Linked DNA regions of Salvelinus alpinus: region 2 is linked to region 1. A link is a contact called in public Hi-C data. All regions are on one chromosome and are shown on one strand. Each heading gives the region's core, a stretch centred on a gene start, on an enhancer-like site or on the middle of the called end of the contact. The rest is flanking DNA. Distances are from core to core; before and after follow the strand shown.

Region 1 (6,463 bases), core at 186-2,685:
ACTGATCGCTATACAAACTAGCTCTGTTCTGGAACGTACCCAGAGATACTCATTTTCCAATATCGCTGACGTATCTCGACTTTGTGAATAACTGTCGCGAGAGTTCCTTGTCAACAAACTTGGAAAGGGAACCTGCTTTTTTAAATAAAAATATAGGACAAAACACACATCATGACTAGAGAGACAACACTACATAAAGTGACCTAAGACAACAACATAGCGTGGCAGCAACACATGACAACACAGCATGGTAGGAGCACAACATGGCTGCAGCACAAAACAGGGTACAAACATTATTGGGCACAGACAACAGCACAAAGGGCAAGAAAGTAGAGACAACATTTTGAATGTTTATTAGGACAGGAAATGGTCCAATTCACGCACTTATCAAGAGAACAACCCTGGTCATCCCTACTGCCTCTGATCTGGCAGACTCACTAAACACAAATGCTTCGTTTGTAAATTATGTCTAGGTGTTGGAGTGTCCCCCTGGCTATCAATAAATAGATAAACTAGAAAATGGTGCTGTCTGGTTTGCTTAATATAAGGAATTTGACATTATTTATACTTTTACATGTACTTTCGATACTTAAGTATATTTAAAAGCAAATACTTTTAGACTTTTACTCAATTAGTATTTTACTGGATGACATTTACTTGAGTCATTTTCTACTAAGGTATGTTTACTTTTACTCAAATATGAAAATTGGGTACTTTTTCCACCATTGGATATAATCAATTTGAGACTTTAACTCTCTTATGCATTCTCTCTAGAAAATAATGTAACTCTTTGGAAGGCTAGTGCCACTCCACTAGTGCGTCGTGGCACACACTATCCACCTAGAGCATTATTTTCCATAGAACACATAGCCCGTAGTTGATTATCCCTTACATATTATCGACTATTCAACCAATACAATCAAAATACAAAATAATAAATTGACCCGTACTGTTAACAACACCCTTCCGTCGTCTCTAGGTAACAGTGCCCATACGTCACGGGGCGCGTTCTGTTTAAAAAAATGTTATGAAAATATCCAAAATCATGACCAAAATATTACTTATATTCAGTATAATGTTAACTTGAATGCAAAAAAAAAAGTTTATGTTCATGGTTGCCTGGCATCGGCCTTCTTTTTGAATATATATATATATATTTTTTTTTTACCAATGTCGAGGTTCCATGGTGCCTTGCATCAGTTTGTAACGAATTTTGGTTCGACAACAGAGTTTAGGCGCCAATTACGAGTGAGTTTGCAGCGAGCTAACGATTTGAGATGACACAGGGTTGACTTTTACGCACTTCATTTTTTTATTTTTTTATTTTTATTAAGCTTCGGGATATCGAGAAACAGTTTTCAATTGGCTTTGAAAAGAGAGTGATACACAGGGAATTCTTACAACAAAATAACTTCGTCCGCAAGGTAAAACTGTCATTTTATCTGAACACGAAAGAGCTAGTTAACTTTAGCTAAAAGAAAACTAGTAAGCTCGCTAGCTAACTATCAAACCATAGCTATCTAGAAAGCAAGTTTGTGAGCACCTCTCGTCGATTCTATGTGGTTGTTGAGCTAGGTAAAGTAAGCTAGCTAACGTTAACTGAGTAACGTTAACGTAAAATGATCAGACGACAGCTAACATTTAGCTATATCCCATTTGTCTATCGGCAACACATCAAAAACTAACTAAAATTGCCTAGTAATATTAGATAGTTATCTACCTTGGCGAACCAGTGCAAAGTAACGTTAGCTAAATTAACCTAACTTGTAAGCAAAGTACCGGTTTCCCCTATTCATCTGTGCTCTAGTTCTGTTCGCTATCCAGGTAGCGTACTTTAGCTAATGTTATCTAAATTTGTTCGTGGCTAACAGTTGACGTGAAAATCATGCCTAACAAAGCCCAATGTGGCCTACCTGACAAACGTTAGCTAGCTAATTACCAGACATTAGTCTACTCTATACAGCAGCTAGCTAGTGTAATTGGCTATTTCCACGTCTTAGTTTAGGCAAATTATTAACGTTAGCTTAACTAGATTACAAGTGGACAACTGAAGCATAACACTAACGTTACTCTACCTAAAAAAAACAAGACCAAGTCAGTGAAATCTTCTATACACAGGTGACATTTTTATTCACTCGTTAACTTTAGTGATATAGCTATTTAGTTAGCCATATTTTAGCTACATAATCATAGATTATTCAATTGATTATAACTCGATTTGTAAAATAAACATTACACTTTCAACTGTTGCTGGTCAATTTGGACTACTGAGTGTAGCCTACATGGCACTAATGATAACGTGGCTCTGATTGGCTACTTCAGTGCTATGACTTTATTTTGCACATTTACCTCCATCTTTTTCTAGTTCTCGGTAACAGTTGATTTACTTTTGAGCTCAGTTTGACAATACTGACAGCCTGTAACGTCACAATTTTTGTCCGTCTTTTAGTTACACGCACTTTACGGAAAACGTAACAGTTCATTTCTCGATAATTGAGTGAAAATCGATGCATGTTGTCAGCTTATGTTAGACAAAATCACGCTATTTGACAAGGGGAGATTCAAGTTAGACAGCTAATTCAGTTTTGTTAAATTGCAATTTCGTGTCAAGTATTTTCTATTATTTTGGGTTATGGGTACATCTCTGAATATCGCTTATATACACCTATGCTACAGTTAAAACGAAACATATTTAGCGAAGAAACTAAAACAGAACACTTTTAGATCTGTGGTCTTATCAGACAGCACAGACTGGCAATTTATTTGCAGCTTTATAATTGACTGGGTAACCGATTTATGACCCGAGGTTAAGTTAACTCAGTGTAGCAATCAATATACTTTGGATAAAATGCCCGATGGTGATAGGAGATGACGGAGGGGGGTAACGGTGCTTCACGTTGACTATCAATTGTGGAGAAGTGATTGACAAGCGAAAACACCTAATGGATTTTACTTTTACTCCTGTGATTTGAATTATATATTTTAGATTCTAAATCATGACATTCAAAACGTCGAAAAGTATAACTACTTCCAAGCCAAGAGGGAAAGGTTCGCAGCCTCGGGATGACTCCGAAGACGAGTTGGACGTACCCCATAAAGAAGCGAACTCCAATGGCCAAGAGGCTCCGCCGACAAATGGTAAGTAACAAAGGGTGTTTTGGTGTCTGCATCTAAATAAGTTGCGCGTCTACTCAATGGCAACGTGTTTTGTTGAATGTAACGTTAAGTGCGTGATGGTTGAGTCCAACTGGCACAGTTGTGGTAGTTGTTGTCTTGATTCATAACACGTAGCTTGTTGGCTAGTTTTTCAAACGTGAGCATGGCATTAATAAATGTCTCTTGTGATTTTTGAGATGATTTATAATGGTGGCGTGTGCGCGTTTGTCTCCAGCCTGCGCAACTTGCAAGGTAATTTATGTTTGGATATGAATGCGTTTTAAACGATTCGATCTTCTAGAAGGATGGTTATGATTTTCTATCTTTCGACTTATTTAACGTTGAGCAGCGGTTTGTCAACAAAACTTCGTCTGAAAACAATAACCGTATTTGACATGTTGTCTACTCTTGATTTAGAAAGTATTATGGTTGCAGCGTTTGTTGGCCGCGAACTATTGTCAGGGTCATTACATTTTTTTTTTTTTTTACTGAGCACAACAATAGACTTGAGACCAAACGTTTTGTCATTGTGATATGGTACCATAATCGGTATGTATTTGCAGCAAGGCTCGATTTTTATTAATTTGTTTTGATTGGAAAGTAGGTTTTGGTGTGGGGGAAACAACGTGGAATCAGATGTCCGAAATATAATAAATTGTTGTCGTTGGTGAGTGGATATTGTGTATTTGCTTTGCAATGTGAGTGTTTGTGAAAGGGGTTACTTCAAGCGTTCGTTTATGATTACGTTAATCTAGTTATAATTTAGTTTAGTTAACAAAGGGATAACATTCGATCTTCCTCTGAGTCTTTGTTCCTCCACTGTGACTTGCTCTATAATGCTTATGTTTGTTTGTTTTTTTTGTTTCGCCACCCCTCCCCCATACACCAGTGTCCCCACCTGAAATGAATCGCACTGGGGAATAAAAGTTAAACTCTTTGCCCTAGCTCCCGGGGAGGGTGCCGAGGCTGTTGATAATCGAAGTTTGGAGGAGATTCTTGGTAGCATCCCTCCACCCCCGCCCCCAGCAATGACCAATGAACCAGGCGCTCCTTGCTTGATGATTACACATATAGTTAATTAGAACGTCAAATCCTATGCTGGCGAGCAGATTCTGGGCCCTTTCCATAAGGTACGAAAAAGCATACTAACTCCCCGTTATGGCTCTTGTGACACTGGGAATTGTGGTTTTGTGTTTTAATCATTGCCTCAGTATGGGGTGTTGTCCATTTCCTTAACATTTATTTATATATATTTGTATCTTCAGTGACAGCAGCATTTGGATAGTTGTAATTTAATTGTTGATTATTTTACTGGATAAAGTTGTCTCCATAGTTTGCAGCATATCATACTCCTCCATTTTGGCTTTGTGTGTGTGTGTGTGTGTTTTTCACACTAGTGGTGATCTAGCTGTGTCTTGTCCTCAAAAAGATACAACATAGTTAGTGGGACAGTTAGTGGGAAATCCTATCACATTTTCTTAGTTGTTCTCTTTATTGTATCATGGACACAGGTGCAATAAAATATCTTAAATACACCCACTGAGGTTAGAGGCCCACCATTTTAATCCAGCAGAATTTTCTAGTTATTCAAAGCGGTCTAAAATTGTATTGTGAATACGGTTTCTATTTAATTAAGTTTGATTTGAACAGATTGTAAGTACAGATTGTAAGTACATTTTTATTTTCCACCCACTTCATTTCTCTTTTTTTCTCTCCCTTCCCTAGCGTTTTTCTTGTATCATTGGTCCAAATGGCAGTGGGAAGTCCAACGTGATAGATTCAATGCTCTTTGTGTTTGGCTATAGGGCTCAAAAAATCAGATCCAAAAAACTCTGTGCTGATTCACAGCTCTGACCAGCACAAGGATGTGCAGAGCTGCACTGTGGAAGTGCATTTTCAGAACATTACTGACAAGGTAACACACACTTACTTGCTCAGCTGTAACAAAACAATTTAACATTTTATAAGAGATTTCGGTAAAGTGGCAGAATCGTATTATTATTATTTTTTTGTATATGTGTTATTTTAGGGTGTAGCTTTAATTGTCTTGTATGCATTTGGTTTAGTATTTTTATTTTATTTTAATTTTTTATATACAATGACTGCAACACTCAGAATAGACATTTGAAGTTAACTGACAATCAAGTAAATTACAAACCTTGCCATTGTTCCTTTATTTTTGTGATTTTATATTGATTAGGACCTCAAGTTTGTTTTCTTCAGTTTAGTGGTGGTTAAATGAATGTTAGTGGACAATACAGTTTCTCCTTTTCTGTGCAAACCTAGAATACTGTATATATTAATTCTATGCAGAGTAAGAAATATTTTTCCAAAATTGTAAAACCACTGGGGGTGTAGTACGGTAATTATCGACATAATTGACATTTAATGTAAAATAATCTCTTTGCAGCCAAGCTGTTTTTTGTCAATTCGATACAACCATCTCCTAACACTGCAGTTTTAAGCCTACACACAATATATATTTCTCTATTTAAAAAGTTGAACATGTTATAGCTATTCTGTTTTTGCCCCCCCCCCTTCATTTCTTGACAATGTGTTGACAACATCATTTATTTCCTGTTGTCTCAAAATTAGTTGAATTTAATAAACCATATGAATCTTACTTTTTAATAAATGTGCAAGTTAAATACATTTTAAATGATTACTTGTATCACACCAATATCTGTTTGCAGCAACATTTCTGTGGTTGAGGCTTCACTTTCGTATGTAGGTGTGTGTTTAGCTGGTTACTTGCCTATATTTGGGAGGGTTGTATTGCTAAGCATTTTTATTTTTTGTCTTGTGTGTTCTGAAGAATGGATCTAAGCTGGTGTGTTTCTTGTGCCCCTCCCCCTCTGAGTCAGGAAGGAGATGACTACGAAGTCATCCCCAACAGCAAGTTCTATGTTTCCAGAACTGCCAGCAAAGACAATTCCTCGTCCTACCACATCAATGGCAAGAAGGCCACTTTCAAAGATGTGGGGACTCTGCTGCGTAGCCATGGCATTGACCTGGACCACAACAGATTTCTGATTTTACAGGTAATTAAATAGTTATTCATTTTTAGTTTTCCTTTCAGTTTGTCTTTGATCCCTCCTGTGTCACACATCCCATCCTGTAAAAGCTTTGCTGCTCAGACTTGACCCCTTTCACTATGAGGAAAACCGGTATTATGCCTGTGTGAGTCACCTGTTAAGTGTGAAACGGACTTGAACTGCTATAGCAGCGCATCATGGTTTGAAACAATGTTGGAAAGGTGCGAACCATCATTTGCTGCTTTAGTATTTTAAGGAAAATCTAACATTCC
Region 2 (7,054 bases), core at 2,761-5,260, 160 kb before region 1:
ACACCAGACAGACACACAGATCTTTTTACTGGTGTTGACTGCCATCTGCTGGACTCATTTCAGATTACATTCATTCAAGACTTTTTGCCACATGAGACAAAACAAAACATGTCATGCACAAACCAAGATCGAATGGTGCTTACCCTTCTGGTCAGGGGCAGGGACGTCTCCATCTCTGTAGGTTAAAAGAGAAAGGACATGATAAGGGCATCCCAAGACATTATCAAAATCCTGGAGTTAAGAGAATACAGCTTCAGTTTATGGACCAGTGGGGGAGGGGATTAGGGGTGTGGAGGAGAGGGGGTGGAGCTGAACTGTCCAGCTGCAGACCCATCTGTGTCTCAACTTCCTCTCTCTGATATACACTCACACGCTCATTCAACTGAGGCACAAAAACAGAAAGGGCTGCCAAAATGTCAAATTCATGACACCAGCCCATCCTTCAGTGTGGTGTGGTGTGGAACCCCCACCCCCTACATCCTGACCCAGTTTTACACACTAATGTTGCACGGCTGGTACTGCAAAGCCATGGAAAGGTACTGGCTGATAATAGTGCCTGTGATTCTAAACCGTAAATTCTTAAAGAGACAGTACCAGAGAACACCAAAAGTTGATCAAATGGAAGGGTTTTGTAGTCAGCAGTGTTACAAGTTTATATAACCCATAATAATGTGTATCATCCAGAAGTTGTCTCTCAGACTCAGACAAAGCGTGCCACTTGTTGATTCAGTCTGTGACTTGTGTGAACACGTCTATGGGCGCCTGCCGCCCAGGGGCTCAGTGTAGAGCTAGTGATAATAGAAAGTGCATTCGTCATGGTGCCAACCTCACAAGAAGAACACGTTCAGCATGCGCAGGGAACAAGGTCAACAGTATTTTTTCTTATTTTTCTCGATCGTAAAAATACTGCACTTTAGGTGATCAAAAGCCAGAGTTGACTCAAGTGTAGTCTTTAGTGCTTTACCACAGAAGAGATGAGGAATACAGTAGAAACACTTTACTAAGTTGCCATGTTTTCATAAGCTCTTTGATAATAAGAATGTAATGAATCATGATAACTGTGCATGGTAACTGCAGATAAGGTCCTAAAACAATGATTGAATTGTGACCAAAATTCATAGGCTATTTCTAGTACTGTGTATCGAAGATTTAATGAAACCTGATAAGCCAGTGGTCCTCATCCTCACTGTACTCAAGACAGATGTACAGGGAAAACGGTTTACTTTTCAAGGTCAATGTTCACTCAGCCAACAGGTTTCTGTATCACAACACAATTGTTATACGTTTCCATGGCAGTCATATTCACACATGTACTCTGCCCTCACGTTCAGACATGTACTCTGCCCTTCCCACTCATTTTCATACAAAACAACCCCCCCTTCCTTTTCTCTCTCACTTCTGTGGTGCGATACCACAGTTTATTTTTGCATGTTTCCTACAGCCTTACATGAACACACTGAAAGCCTGTGAACAAGAGATAGGCAATAGTCAGTTAGTGCTAGTGTTATAGTTTATGTAACAGCTCCAATTTAGCCTTGCGTACCTCAGTAGGTTAACATATCATACACCATTAATGCAACAGCCTTAATGATACACAAAACTGTCAATAAGTCTGGGGGGGAAAAGTTATGCTTTTATGAGGGGTCATATATTCTGCAGGTATTGTGCATTTTATTTTTAAGTATACTGAACAAAAATATATGCAACATGCAATAATTTCAACAATTTACTGAGTTACAGTTCATATAAGGAAATCAGTCAACTGAAATAAATTAATTAGGCCTTAATCTACAGATTTTACATGACTGGGCAGGGGTGCAGTCACAGCCTGGGGTGGCATAGGCCCATCCACTTGGGAGCCAGCCCAGCCAATCAGAATGAGTTTTTCCCCACAAAAGGGCTTTATTACAGACATAAATACTCCTCAGTTTCATCAGCTGTCCGGGTGGCTGGTCTCAGACGATCCCACAGGTGAAGAAACCGGGTGTGGAGGTCCTGGTCTGGCGTGGTTACACATGGTGTGTGGTTGTGAGGCCGGTTGAACGTTCTCCAAATTCTCTAAAACTACGTTTGAGGCAGCTTATGGTAGAGGAATTAACATTCAATTCTCTGACAACAGCTCTGGTGGACATTCCTGCAGTCAGCATGCCAATTGCAAACTCAATCAAAACTTGAGGCATTGTGTTGTGTGACAAAACTGCACATTTTAGAATAGCCACTAAATTGTCCCCAGCACAAGGTGAACCTGCACACGGTGAACCTTTTTAATAAGCTTCTTTATATGCCACACCTGTCAGGTGGATTGATTGTCTTGGTAATGGAGAAATGCACACTAACAGGGATGTAAACACATTTGTGCACAAAATTAGAGAAATTAGCTTTTTGTGCGCACGGACATTTCTGGGATCTTTTATTTCAGCTCATGAAACATAGGACCAACACTTTACATGTTGCGTTTACATTTTTGTTCAGTATAATTGAATATCTATATAAATCAGCACTTCGGTGACACTCAAACCTCTTCAGTGATCTGAGCGTTGAATTGTCTAAACTGAATTCAGATTATTTCAGTCAGTGGCGAAAGGGTGTGGCATGGTGGCAAGGTGCCCAACGTGTCTTGTTTCTCCAGCAGCCTCTGGCGTGATAGAAACCAGGCAACCACACTAACGATAGGCCTAGTGTTCCCCTTGGATACAAGTCACCAGATTCATATCTCTCACCTTTCACTTCCCTCGGGTTCATGGTTACTCATCACACAAACACTATTCATTATTTACGACACGAAGGAGACAATGTAGAACGTTTTCTACATTTATACAACTACATTTTACGGTACGAAACATTACCATGATTGCAGTAACACGTGTGGTTACAAAAGTGATATGTGTAAAAAAAAAGAAAAAAAAAAGTCCTTGATTATTAAGTTTCACTGGAAAAAGTCCCAATAGTCTATGTAATTCAAGATTATTCTATAGCTACCTTTTGTTACATATATACTCCTATACATATAACAACAAAGCTAGATACATGCAAGTGGTTTTGCTTTCAAATTAAAAGAGAAGCTTTAATTGAGAAACCCAACATTATTGTTGCATTGGGTAGGCCTACAGAATAACATCGTTCTATAGATATAAATCGCGGTATAGCCATATTGCTTGGCGATGGGCATGCTTTTGTTATGATCAGTCAACAGAGCATCATGTGCGCTACAAAGCGATCATGGCGTCCCCTCCTTTCATTTTTGGGATCTATGTATTCAATTACATAAAATTACATGGTTGCAACTATTTGGGGTCTTAAATGTTTCTTTATAAATCGAGAACTAAGATCCAGCGAAGGGTAGCAAGCAACAACAAGGAAGCAGCTATTTCGGGATTAGACAAAACATTGCCGCGCGTATCCTTTGTCAGTGTGAATGCAACCTCATGCAATCATAGGCTGCTCTAAACCTCGGCGTTATTTGGCTATGTATTTATGATGCTTACCCTTCATCCAGGTGACAAGTGGCTCCGCAGCTCGCCATCCTCGCCACCATTATGTGCTCTTTGAGGAACTTTCACTGTAGGTTTTGTTTTGGTCGTTTTGCTTCACCTTCGTGAGGTTCCGTTATAGCACCTGTCTGTATCGCTGTCAGCAATCATCTCCTTTTAAAACTATACCTTAAAGACGACGTAAGACTCAGCGCAGCCCTCGTGGTTCACTTTGACATTGTTATGATTTACACGTGTTTTTGTACGCATAATCAAAACTGTTTCTATTCAATAGGTCAAATATCATCTTACGTACAAAGTAATTTCGCCAAAAACAGAGCTCTCAAAACAAATACTCTCCCATAGTAGGCCTAGGCGTAGTATTTGTAACATAGGCTAGTTTACCTAATGATAATCTAAATTTGAGTTTAGGCAAAAATATGCTGATCTTACTACCATGTTTTTCAATGGATGTCTCATTGTCTACAATTACAAATGATTTACAAATCGCTGCACTAGCGCAGCCCTGGAGCAATACAACGCTCACGAACTACTCAGTGGGAGGAGTATATTATCCCGCCTTTAGTTTGGGTCCGCTTTTTCATCTAAACAAGACGCATGGCTGTATGGTTCTTCTGGGTTTCTTTCCCGTCAAAGCTGATCCATGAGAACTGTCTGATTACTATGGGGGGGTTAAATATGTACCATAAGGAAGATTATCTGGCCGGCCAATATTATTTAAATTATTAAAGATGACTAAAGTTTACAGCTTTCCTGCACAAATACGGCTACTGATAGGGAAATAAAGTCATCCTGCTGCCTGCGTTGTATTAAATGGTCAGAACCTTTGATATGCAGGCGTTACATTGTAGATATTTCTCACAATTTGTTTGTAACATCGTATCTTTCCAAAGTAGGTCACGTCAAAAGGGCACTTTTTTTGCGGGAAAATATAAACCCGTAAGGCTGCAGTTCACGAAACCAACCACTAGATACCGCAATCTACAATCAAAACAAAATTGCACTATCATGTTCCGTTGCCAATGAAGGTTTCAGTCAGCTATTTCTTGATCACATGCAGGGGCGTTGCCAAAAATAACTACCGGGCCCCTAACATAGAAATCAGAATGTTTCAGATTAAAATAACGTACTGAACAATATGTGTTATTAAATGTACTAACTATACGCTTCTGCTGCTTTATACTACAATTGTGCAGATTCTAGTTTCCACCTTCATCCTTTGCCTATATTAACAGTAATGCAAACATTTTTCGTTCCTAATGTTAACAAAAGCAGTCTATGTCATGAGGTTTTTATGATGCTTTATTATAAATAACTACACAATTGGTGACTTATTTTTTTCATATATGCTATGTAGTCAGTTTTAATGAAGAAATTACCATTGGTCCATATTTCAGATTAAAGAATTTATTACCAGTTCTTACAAACAAGGCTAACCCTCTTCTTCCCTATGCATAATTCCTACATATATTGCTAAATAACATACCCAAAATAAAATAAATCCTATACTATGTGGACTGCAGGCATAAATCTGGTACCTACAGAAAACAAGCATCTGTGAAACTGCAACTGTAGTGTCAAGACATTATGTTCAACAGGAGATAAACCATTGCAGAAAATATTCTGAAACAGTATTTTGCCCATCCCCGGGCAGGCTTGGGTAGAACAGGTTTTAAGGCATTTGTCCTTGTGTTTGTTCCCTGTAAACAAAACTCAGGTTATACTGCACCAAGAGCCCAGTGTCAACCCTTCTTGTGAGCAAACTCATTAATAATGTCTTTAAAGTAACATTTTCTAGCTAACTGGTTTTCAATTGAAAGGATGGCAAGGCTGTTCAACCGGTCTTGGCACATTGTAGATCTTAGATAGTTCTTTATAAGTTTCAGCTTACTGAAGGCACGTTCACCTCCAGCAACTGTTACAGGCATTGTACAGAAGATTCTCAGTGCAATGCACACCTCTCCAAAAATGCTCTGTAGCTGCATCTTGTGGATGGTATTTAGGAGCTCTACAGGAGGATGACCATCTGAAAAAGTGGCACCATATATCTTCTTTATATGTCGCACTTCATTTTCAAATCCATCTGTGAGATCTTTGGAGTACTTGCTTCTCAATTTGTGGCAAGATACATTTAGGAAAATTACAAAACTAAATTTGTGTAAGTATTGGTGAAAACTCCTTGCATATTGCTGCAATCGTGTGGAACCGCATGTCCAAATGACTGATCATACTATCCAGAGCCACATAAAACACTGTGTTGTGAAATCCAGTGTCTGACTTCTGTTCATTTGCTATGTCATCTTCAGTCTCATCAAGGAAACGTTTTCTTTTTTCTGGCAGCTCCTATGTTCACTGTGAAACTGAGTAGTTACACTCATTTCATTTGCCACATTGGAGGCTTCTGCCAGAAGAGCGTCCCATTGATTACGCAGAGCCTGTATTTCTTCCTGTAGTGCCTTAATGTGAGCTGCTTCAGTGTCCAGAAAAATATTTCCTGACTGAATCATTAGGCTTCTATTCTCAATACACTGCAAAACTTTTACCCAGAAAGTGAGCAGGAAGATTGCCTTGAAAGACATGAAGTAGCTTTTCAGACCATTTGCCTCAGATCTGGCTTCGTTTGTCAGGCTGCAGGAGGAAAGAAGCATGTCTAGGGCATTGATGATAGACGGTAAATGAGTTGCCACTGGTCGGACCGCAGTAATACACGCACTCCTACACATGTCTGAAAGGCGGTTAAGACAGCAGCCAGACTTTTCCTTGAGAATGGCCCATCGCTCTGAGCTGGCACTGAACTGATTGTAAAGACGATACACAGCTAAAAATGGTTGATACTTCTGGGCACGACTGAGCTGCATGTATACCCACAAGATTAAGAGTATGGGAGGCACAAGGTGTGTATGTGGCTAGTGGATTCTTTTGCAGTATATGTGCTTGAACTACCTTCACTTTCCCTGACATATGTGCACCATTATCATAGCCTTGACCACAGCAATCTGCTATGTCAATACCATGCCCTTCCAATGCACTCAAAATCATTTCAGAAATGTCACTGCCTGTCTTTCTAGCAAAGTCTTTTAATTCAAGAAAACGTTCAATTATTTCCCATTCACCTGTTCCCTGAACTTTATCTTTGTGTACATTTCTCACCAATAATACATTTTGCTCAGTATGGGAAATGTCTGGAGTTGCATCACATATAACCGAGTATGAAAGAGAAGATGCTATCTATTAAAGTATTGTTTTCCAAACCCTTTGACCACATATTCCTATGAACACGTTTTGGCTCTCAGGGCTGAGGTAATGAGTCAGTCGTGCTCCATTCTTTTTGTCGTCCTCACATAGTAGCGGGTCATAATTTGACAACAGTTCCAGTAAGTCTAGGTAATGTCCATTATGCACATCATCAAGATTGAGGGATTTCCCCCAGAATGGCAGATACCTAGATGCTAAGTACAGTGTCACATCCAAAATCCTTTATAGAAGTGCTCTGTGTTTATACATTTCTGACTGGATTTGTTACTGCAGCTGACTGTCTATACCTGTAGCTGTTGTTACGGTAT

What was found. A called contact is a pair of places that touch in the nucleus more often than the background predicts.
Region 2: a Hi-C map of muscle shows a contact between it and region 1, with 8 times the contacts expected there. The contact joins the promoter of LOC139548920 here to the promoter of smc4 in region 1. A contact is called at or near these places in 2 of 3 Hi-C or Micro-C datasets (muscle and red muscle).

What each region holds. Positions count from the first base shown.
Region 1 is chr22:8,167,225-8,173,687 of SLU_Salpinus.1, reverse strand. smc4 (structural maintenance of chromosomes 4) reads left to right here and starts at 1,435. Exons shown (of 34, transcript XM_071358429.1): 1 at 1,435-3,138; 2 at 4,102-4,286; 3 at 4,882-4,985; 4 at 4,987-5,071; 5 at 6,021-6,197. The coding sequence starts at 2,997. LOC139548919 (a long non-coding RNA gene) reads right to left here and starts at 241. Exons shown (of 3, transcript XR_011669789.1): 1 at 1-241.
Region 2 is chr22:8,324,240-8,331,293 of SLU_Salpinus.1, reverse strand. It overlaps LOC139548920, which reads right to left and starts at 4,010. Exons shown (of 16, transcript XM_071358878.1): 1 at 3,486-4,010; 2 at 144-175. The coding sequence starts at 3,535.